2 separate regions of the Mus musculus genome follow, and region 1 is linked to region 2. A link is a contact called in public HiChIP or PLAC-seq data. All regions are on one chromosome and are shown on one strand. The core of a region is the stretch at or near the end of the contact, and the rest is flanking DNA. Distances in the headings are between cores, read along the strand shown. Region 1 overlaps Eif4ebp2 (eukaryotic translation initiation factor 4E binding protein 2). Region 2 overlaps Pald1 (phosphatase domain containing, paladin 1).

Region 1 (4,645 bases), core at 2,100-4,599, 100 kb before region 2:
GGACCATGCTTGTATTTGGAGGCCTTGCTCCCTGTTACAGGGGCATGGGCTTAAAGGATTTGGTAGACCATCCACACAGATTTGGAAGTCCCATTTGCCACAGCGCTTAGTCACATTATGACAAAGGGCCTCAGGCTCCACTGTGCCTTTCGTTATAAAAACAGTTATATAAACCGACAGGTTTTATTAGTACTTCAGGGATTTGGTGGCTATGCAAAGTCTCCCAGGAGCTTCTGGCTTAGGCAGCTGTTAGTTTTCTTGGGTTTGTCAGCCACAGAACTTTTTAGCAGTCTGTTCATTGAGGGCCTCTATGAACAACAGATGTTTGTTAAGATTGTTTCCTCCGTGCTCTCTGGTGGAAGCAGACGAAGCTTCTCAGGCTCCACGTAGTCCTTCACATGGCTCTGCACCTCCTGTCAGAAAGGGGTGAGGAGCTCAGCCTTACAGCTAAAGATATGTCAGGGCTAGAAGTGGGGCCCACTATTGCGCTTGCAGAGAACTGGAGTTTGGTTCCCAGTACCACATCAGCTCCCTGTAACTCCAGCTCCAAGACACCTGCACTCCTGTGCATGTACCTTTATACACAAATATGCATAATTAAAGATGAAAAATCAATCTTAAAAGTGGATTCCTCTAGACTACCAAGGCTGCTAGCCAAGTGCTGGGTTGTTGTTAGTCTGTTTAACTTTGTTTTGTTTCATACAGTCTGACGGTAGCCCTGGCTGGCCTGACCGTCACTATGGAGCTCAGGTGCTGGGATTAAAGGAATATGGGGTCACACTCAGCCTGTTGCTTTATCTTTAACTGCTGTCTCTCTGTCTCTGTCTCGCTTTCTCTTGGTCTCTCTCTCTCTCTCATACACACACATTATTGGTGTGTGTGTGTGCTGAGGTGCTTGTGTGGAAGTCAGAGGATGACCTTTAGAAGTCATTCTGTCCTAGTGGTGGGGGTCAGGGATTGAGCTCTGGGCTTAAGGTTTGTGAGCCAAGTGCTTTTACCCCCTAAGCCACCTTGATGGCTCTTGTTTCTTTTAAATGCCTTTACTTGCCTGCCTGCCTGCCTACCTTGGGGTGGAGAGTATGCCCAGCAGGGGCTATGCTTACTGTGCCCAACCTACCCATCATTAAGCTGAGCTTGAAGGACCCTTCTCTGCTGCCTGCCCTAGCAGTGTTAGTCCTGTTCTGTTCTGTGTAGCTTCAGGAACACGAGCGAGCACAGTTTCTCTGTTGTGTCAACCTTGCTCATCTGGACAAGATTATCCACCCAGCTAGTCTTCATTCCACACACTGCACTCCGACGATTCCCAAGTGTGCTAGGCAGATTGCTGTGAGTTCAAGGCCAGCCCAAGCTACGAGGTGAGACTGGTTTCCACACATGCACAAAGTATGTCTTAAGTTGATGTGTGTCCAGGACATGGACTATTTCAATTTTTAATAGATTGTCTTTGATTCTTTACAGTAAATACAGATATATCCATTAGGAACTAAAAGACTTTTTTCCTGGTAATTAGCATTTTTCTTAGAGCATTTTTCTTAGAGTAGTTGGTTCTTTGGAATGGTCACATACTTGTTAATCACTAACATGCTCCTTGCTTTTTTTTCTTTTCTTTTTTTTTTTTTTTTTGTGGTTCATGGGGAAGGTAACTATCAAATAAAGCTTTTTCATTTAAAATTCAGTAATTTGGTCTGGCAAGATAATAAATTATCTCAGCAGGTACAACTAAATAAAATTGATCAAGACTTGTGCGACAGGGTGTTGGGTGGCTGATGAGGTGGCACAGCGGGGAAGGGACTTGCTGTTAGACCTGAGCTTCATTCCCAGGATGCACATGATAGAAAGAGAGAGTGGATGCCTCCAAATTATCCTCTGCACATATCCATGTGCACCGTATAGCATTTATGCCCTCGAACACACATAGGTGTACGTACATGCACACGTGCTGAATAAATAAAATGCAATTAAAATTTAATGTTAGGAAATTCAAGACAATGGATAGACAAGTAGGTAGATCAGGAGATGATGCACATAGTAGGGGTCAGTCCAAGCTGCCTTGGGAGCAATCTTGAATTTCATATGGAGCTCTAAAGGACCTGAAATAACCACATGATTGTAGAAAGTAAAAATACAGTCTTGGAGGACTCTCATCTCCTGGTTTCAAAACTTGTGATTTGCATTTGCATGTGTATCAATGGAAAGGAATTGAGAGGCCAGGAGTAGTGTGCCCGCCCAACACACAAGCACAAACACAGCATACATGCACACACATGACGCAAACACACGCACTGCTCACTCTCCCTCCCCAGTAAAGCTGCCATAGCAATTCAAATGGGACCTCTTTTCAGCAATTGGTGCCCACAGTACAACTGTGTGTCCACACACAGACGCTGAGTTTGGACCCACGGTTCACGGGTAGAGTTCGTAGAAAAGCAGGCAACAGCGCTCATAACTAACCATGGATGAAGTCATTTCTTAGGCTTGATATCAAAAGTACAAGCAGAACAACAAATATATATTGGATCTCATACAAATGCCAGGGCCTGGTAGTGGCACATATGAGCCCAGCATTTAGGACTCAAGTGTGTGTATGAGGGGAAGGGGTGCAACGGATGGTGGTTACTATAAGTTCTGGGACAGCCAGGAATTTAGAAACTTTTTTTAAAATTCTCTTTATGGGGTTGGAGAGATGGTTGAGTGGTTAAGACCTCTGCTCTTCCAGAGGTCCCGAGTTCAATCCCCTCCAACCACATGGTAGCTTACAACCATCTGTAATGGGATCTGATGTCCTCTTGTGTGTCTGAAAATTACAGTGTATTCATACATAAAGTAAATCATAAAAATAAAAAATTCTCTTTATGCCTCAAAGAATGCCATCATGTAACACATGCCCCTGGGTTCAATCCTCAGGACTTGGGGGTGGAGTGGGGGGTGGGAGAGGGTAGAGAGCCATCAAGGGGATATGGATGGAGATAGAGATATATATGCAAAAAAAAAAAAATTCTCTGTATGTGCTTGTTGTATTCAGACTATAAAGAGTAAGCTGGAGATTTAGTCAGTGGTAAAACACTTATCTAGCATAAGCAAGATGGTGGGTTCAGTCCTCAGCTCTGTGTGTTTAAAGATATGCGGTTGGCATATCTGGAACTTTTCTCCAAAGCTTTGTGTATTGGAAAACTAGTAAGCACGTGAGGAGTAAGGCTCACCAGGGTCCAGGTAAGTCTGGACAGGGGAGTGGCTTCATGTCAGCTAGGGTGGCCAGCAAGGAAAAGACTGCACTGTGTGAATTGGTGCCTTCCTACTGCCTACTGGAGTGTGAAGTCTGAGGTCATTTGGAAAACAGCAGTTCTGCAGCCAGGTAGCATGTGACTGGGCCAGTCCATATTGGGGCGTGCTCCAGGAGAATGGCTGTCTACACTATAACCTGTACATGGATATCTAGATCTTAAATCAGTGTCGTCCCTTAGTGGTTAGGGCGTGGCACCTGCTGAGATTAGCAGATGTAGTGCACATTCCCAGCATCTTCCCGACCCACCCAGGGATGGGTTATAGAAGGTGTTGTATAGAAGGTGCTGGAGACTGCAGGGAGCAGCAGACAGAGCCTGCTGCTGATTTCCTCCACCCCTCCTGCGGTGACCTTCGGCTGTAAGGTGGAGCAGCAAGAGCTCAGCAGTAACTGAGGATAATTGAAAGCATGCTCTCCTAACACAAGTTATTTGAAACTTAAGAAATCTTTGAAATTGTCCACTTAGCACTTTGAAAACACAGCAAAACCTTGGAAAAGGAAGGACATTTATCCTGCCATTTATACAGATATAATTATAGCAGCACATTAGATTATTGTGTAGCCATAGTTAGAAGACAGGATTTGAATGCACTATCAAGAAATTTTAGTGATCTCCGAAAAAAACCCTGATGATCTGAGTTCAATCCCTGGGTCCCACATGGTAGAAGAGAACAGAAAAGACCCCTACTGGGGCTAGAGAGGTGGCTCAGCAGTTAAGAGCACTGACTGCTCTTCCAGAGGTCCTGAATTCAATTCCCAGCACCCACATGGTGGCTCACAACCATCTGTAATGGGATCAATGCCCTCTACTGGTCTGCAGGCATACATGCAAACATACCCCTGTATACATAATAAATAAGTCTTTTTTTTGTTTGTTTGTTTTTTTGTTTTTTTTTTTTTTTTGTTTTTCGAGACAGGATTTCTCTGTATAGCCTTGGCTGTCCTGGAACTCACTCTGTAGACCAGGCTGGCCTCAAACTCAGAAATCCACCTGCCTCTGCCTCCCAAGTGCTGGGATTAAAGGCATGCCCACCACCGCCCGGCAATAAATAAATCTTTTAAGGAAAGAAAAGACCCCTGACATATACATGCCTTTTCATGTATATACATACATACTGTCATTAAAAAAAGAAGAGACATTTGGGCTGGGTGTGAAGTGCTTACCTGTAATGCCAGCATTTACAAAGCTGAGGCAGGAGGTCACTTGAGATCGTGGCCAGCAGGGCTGCATAGAGAGGTTCTGTCTCACAAAATAAAATGATATGGGGCTTGGGTGGATGGCTTAGCAGTTAAGAGTACTCGATGTTCTTGGAGAGGACCCAGGTTCAGTGTTCATCACCCACGTGGCAGCTCACAACCATCCAT
Region 2 (4,768 bases), core at 310-2,809:
TCCTCCGAGACAGGGTTTCTCTGTGTAGCCTTGGCTGTCCTGGAACTCACTTTGTAGACCAGGCTGGCCTCGAACTCAGAAATCCGCCTGCCTCTGCCTCCCAAGTGCTGGGATTAAAGGTGTATGCCACCACTCAAGTTATTTTTTAATGATTCATTAAATTGTAAAAGTAAGAGCTCCAGGATGGTTCAGATTTAACATGAATCTGGGACTTGCAGCTATTTAGAAATAATGTGCCCTTGAGTCTGCCCGGGTCTCCAGTGTTTCCTTCTCTGCCTCTCTTTGGACCCGAGAGCTGGACAGGTGGTGGAGTTTGCAGCTTCGGGCCTCGGAGGTGTGAGAACTGGGTTGGTCGTGGGAACATAGAGCCCTGTTTCTCAGCCTGGTAGCAGGTGTGTGGGGGCGGTACTGTATGGCATCAAGAGGCGGCAGTGAATGCCACGGCTGGGTGATTTTCAGGGCAGCTTCTGCCCCGTGGCGGATAAGAGAAGACTGTATCACGGGCAACTTGTTCAGTCTCCATTCTTGCTCATGGACACATGAGCAGAATGATCCAGAACAACCTTGGCTTGGGGTCTTGAGGTCAGATCCTAACCGGGTCAGAAGGCAGGTCCTGTTTGGAGGCAGGCCATGCGTGTGGGATAAGACCGGGGGAAAGTTCAGACTCGAGTCTGTCCTCGCGTGGGGAGGAGCTGACGGACCAGGAGCTTCAGAAGTGGACTTGGCACACGTTGGATGGCACAGTGTCTCTGTGATTAGATTCCCATCTCCAGGTTCCTTTGAGTCTCACACTGTCCTAGGGTTTCTGTTACTCTGATAAAACGCCATGACCAAAAGCAACTTGGGGAGGAAAGGGTTATTTCATCTTCCAGCCTGTAGTCTACCATCCAGGGAAGTCAGGGAAGAACTTCAAGGCAGGACCCTGAAGGCAGGAGCTGATGTATAGGCCATGGAGGGGAGCTGCTTACTGACTTGTTTCTCAAGGCTTGCTCGGCCTGCTTTCTTATAACAACTTCAGGGCCACTTCAGGGGTGTCACCACCCACAGTAGACTGGGCCACATCAAACATCCATCCAAAAAATGTACCACAGGCTTCCCACAAGCCTATCTAGTGGGGCCTCATTTGAGGGTCTCTCTTCTTAAGTGACACTGGCCCAAGTCAAGTTGGTATAAAACTAGGCAGCACACTCACCGTCACAATTTGGAATTCCCATTCAGAATGTGAGAGCTGCGTGAGAGCTGAGGCCTCTCCCCATTCTGGCTGCTGGAGGCCCAGGCAGTGCTTAGACCTGCTCCAGAGGACGTGGGCCAGGCCCTGTTAGAGCCTCGTTCTCTCCACCCCAACTCCAAAGCTCACAGGCCCTCAGTTCCTGTTCCTTGATGTGTGCTGTGAGCACACACACACACACACACACACACACACAGAGAGAGAGAGAGAGAGAGAGAGAGAGAGAGACAACAGGAAACATAGGGGCTAGCACTGCAGGGAGAAGCTATAGACTGGCCTCAGACAGCCCAAGAAGGAGTCGCTGCAGGCATCAGGGGCTGCCCGGGCAAAGGCCAGGAGACCTAAAGGTTCATGGTGGGTTTCGAGGCACTGAAGGTCCTCTGGTAGCACAGTGTTGTCACCAAAAGTGAGACTAAACAGGTAGCTGGCTTTACTCTTGGGGGGGGTGAGGTGGTAGGGATGGGGAAGGGGGCGTCGCGGGGACAGTGCTGTATGTTAGAGAGGGTAGCTCCTTCGCAGTAGAGTGTCTAATGGAGGAAGTTAAGCAAGAAAGAGACGCCCTTTCCCATCTCCCCGCCAGGACTCCCCTCACATTTCACAGGACTCCCCTCACATCTCCGAGGCCAAGTTGGTGCTCACTCCATGAGATGGAATCCCAGAGTCCCACCAGGGCTCTATGCAGAGGATCAGAAGTTAAAGTGTAAGTTAATGCAGTTACTTACCAGTGTGGCCACCAGGTGGCGCAAGTGAGCTAAGTTAGGGTAAAATTCCTCCCATCACTTTCCCATTGAACCTCGGGCCTCACTGGTGTTCAGTAAGTTAGGTTTTGTGTGTGTGTGTGTGTGTGTGTGTGTGTGTGTGTGTGTGTGTGTGTGTGTGTGTGTGTGTGTAATGTGTGTGTGTGTAATGTGTGTGTGTGTAATGTGTGTGTGTGTAATGTGTGTGTGTGTGTGTGTGTGTAAAATTCCTCCCCATCACTTTCCCATTGAACCTAGGGCCCCACTGGTGTTCAGTAAGTTAGGTTGTGTGTGTGTGTGTGTGTGTGCTTATTTATTTATTTGGTTTTTCGAGACAGGGTTTCTCTGTGCAGTCCTGGCTGGCCTCAAACTCAGAGATCCACCTGTGTCTGCCTCCCAAGTGCTGGGACTAAAGGTGTGTGCCACCACACCCGGCTTGTGTGTTTCTTTTTTAAAGTAATTTTATTTATGTTGGTGTGTGTATGACGGGAGGGGAGGCTTGTCACAGCGAGCATGTGGGGGTCCAAGGTTCTCTCCTCCCACCTTGAATTTGGACCACTTGCCTGTACAGCAAACGCTCTTACTGGCCAAGCCACCTTTCTGGCTCCTCCCACCTTGTTTTGAGACGGGGTCTTTTGTTGGTTAGATCGCTCTGAGCTTCAAGACATTCTTCTGTCTCCCCCTCCCCAGCTTACTGTAGGAATGCTGGAATTACAGGCAAGAGCTACTCTATCTGGCTTACCGCGAGTTCTGGGCATTCAAACTTGGGACCTCACACTCGTGTGCAAGTACCTGAGCCATCTCCCCAACCCCTAGGACAAGTTCTTTTAAAGATATATATTTAGATAAACAAATTATTTAAATAATATATATTATATAAGTAATATATAATATATATGTTAGTTTATGTACAATGGTGTTTTCCTGCATGTCTGTCTGTGTGAGGGTATCATTACTTGGAACAGAAGTTACAGATAGTAATGAGCTGCCGTGTTCGGAATTGAACCTGTGTCCTGGAAAGGAGCTGCCAGTGCTCCTTTAAGCACTGAGCCATCTCTCTAACCCCCTAGGGTAAGTTCTTAAAGGGTACCTTAGAGTAGGAGGTCCTGAGACTCAGAGGATTTTCATCTGTTTGTGTAAGAGGTAAATAGGGGAGCTTTTAGCATCTGGGGCTTGAGCCCTTCCTAGAAACAACCTCAGTTTATTTTGTGCCCAGTGTGTAAATCCAGCTTTGAAAATTAGCCAGGGGCAGTCCTGGGCGCAGCCAAGGTCGAATGCCACCGATAGTGACCTATGGTCTCCCTCCTCAGTACTTCAGAGTCCCCTGGGGGCTTGTCAAAAATACAGATGTCTGGGACCGACCCAGAGTGTCTGGAGGCTCCACAGTGCTAAGATGCCAGTACTCATAGCTTGGGATTGGAATGACTTGAGGCCTGGACCACCCCAGGGCTTTGCTTGGTTGCAGCCAAGCTTATAGAGATGCAATTCACATACTGCCCCACGCACGTGTTTAGAGTACACGTGTCCCAGGTTGCCTTGGCAATGGGGGGAAGTTAGAGCATGGTCAGGACCACAGGAAGAAACCTCACACTCTTGGTCATCGATCCCCGGCCACATGCAGCTCCGGGTTTCCTGTTGAAACTTTTTTTTTGGTTTCTATAGAGACAGCAGTGTGTCTAACATGTCTCCTGATAATGGACTGATGTTCTTATTTTTGTGTTGTAGATTTTCTCTCTCTCTCTCTCTCTCTCTCTCTCTCTCTTTGAGACAGGGACTCATAAAGCTCCCTCGGGCTGTCCTGGAACTCCCTCTGTAGACCAGCCTGGCCTTGAACTCATAGAGATCCACCGCCTCTGCCTCCTGAGTGCTAGGATTAAAGGCGAGCACCATGGTACCTGGCTCTCGCTTTCATGTTTGGCACAGGGTTTTCTGTATCCTGGGCTGGCTTGGAATTCCTTGAAGTTCTGATCCTCCTGCCTCTGCTTCCTGAGGACTGGGGCGATAGGTCTGCCTTGTTTCACCTGCTTTACGCGGGGCTGGGATGGGACCTGGGGTTTGGTGCAAGCTGTGCAGGTTCTCTACCAACAAAGCCCCGTGCACAGGGCCTGGCAGATGCTCTCATTTACCCTGACAGTATGCCGTTGTGTGTGTGTGTGTGTGTGAGTGTGTGTGTGTGTGAGTGTGTGAGTGTGTGAGTGTGTGTGTGTGTGTGTGTGTGTGTGTGTGTGTTTGGGGGGGCGGGGAGGGAGGCCGGAAGGGAGGGGGAGGGGAGGTCAAACCCAGTCTGTTTTTGACTCTTCTCTCACACCGCAACCATCCACTGAGACCACTGTGATCTTAGAAGCTGTAAGGAGAGCCAGGAATCTCATCCCCCTTCTGTCCTCTGTGGTACCCACAAAATGGCATGGACACACGCAGACACACACACACACACACACACACACACACACACACACACGCACATGCACACACATGCACGCACGCACACACACACAAGTGAAACTAAATCTTTAAAGAAGGGAAGAAGTAGAAATACTAAGCGCCAATTCTCATCGCAACTGTTGGCATTTTATAACAGAAGGGACAGTTAGTGACCAGTGAGTCGACCGTCTGTCAGCTCTACTTGAAGGTTAGCTCCAGGAAGATCTGCATTCCTGATTTCTCATGGCCCTGAGGTTTGAGGACAGCAGCTTTTGGAGACTTGGATGTTCCCTCCATTAGCAAGAAGGGCAGTCCTTCCTCCAAGATCTTCTGCATGTCTCCTTGTGGAAAGGCCTGGGCTTGTGTTCTGCCTGAGATCATG

The links. HiChIP or PLAC-seq counts read pairs in DNA pulled down with a chosen protein or histone mark.
Region 1: a contact with region 2 is called in an H3K27ac HiChIP or PLAC-seq map of embryonic stem cells, with 6 read pairs. The contact joins two enhancer-like sites. A contact is called at or near these places in 1 of 484 Hi-C or Micro-C datasets (cardiomyocytes), 4 of 115 datasets of contacts at active chromatin or transcription factors (the NIH/3T3 cell line, embryonic stem cells and stem cell-derived neural progenitor cells) and 4 of 9 other capture datasets (adipose tissue, embryonic stem cells, liver and 1 more).

What each region holds. Positions count from the first base shown.
Region 1 is chr10:61,439,280-61,443,924 of GRCm38.p6, reverse strand. The region is part of intron 1 of Eif4ebp2 (eukaryotic translation initiation factor 4E binding protein 2); the gene reads left to right. Among named protein-coding and RNA genes, the nearest start is that of Eif4ebp2, 11 kb to the left of the region's middle. Within about 2 kb of position 3,349, at least 11 of the 459 cell types and tissues checked have an H3K27ac peak or open chromatin away from gene starts, as enhancers often do. A contact at or near this core is called in embryonic stem cells, where this site is marked.
Region 2 is chr10:61,333,487-61,338,254 of GRCm38.p6, reverse strand. The region is part of intron 18 of Pald1 (phosphatase domain containing, paladin 1); the gene reads left to right. Among named protein-coding and RNA genes, the nearest start is that of Prf1, 38 kb to the right of the region's middle. Within about 2 kb of position 1,559, at least 33 of the 459 cell types and tissues checked have an H3K27ac peak or open chromatin away from gene starts, as enhancers often do. A contact at or near this core is called in embryonic stem cells, where this site is marked.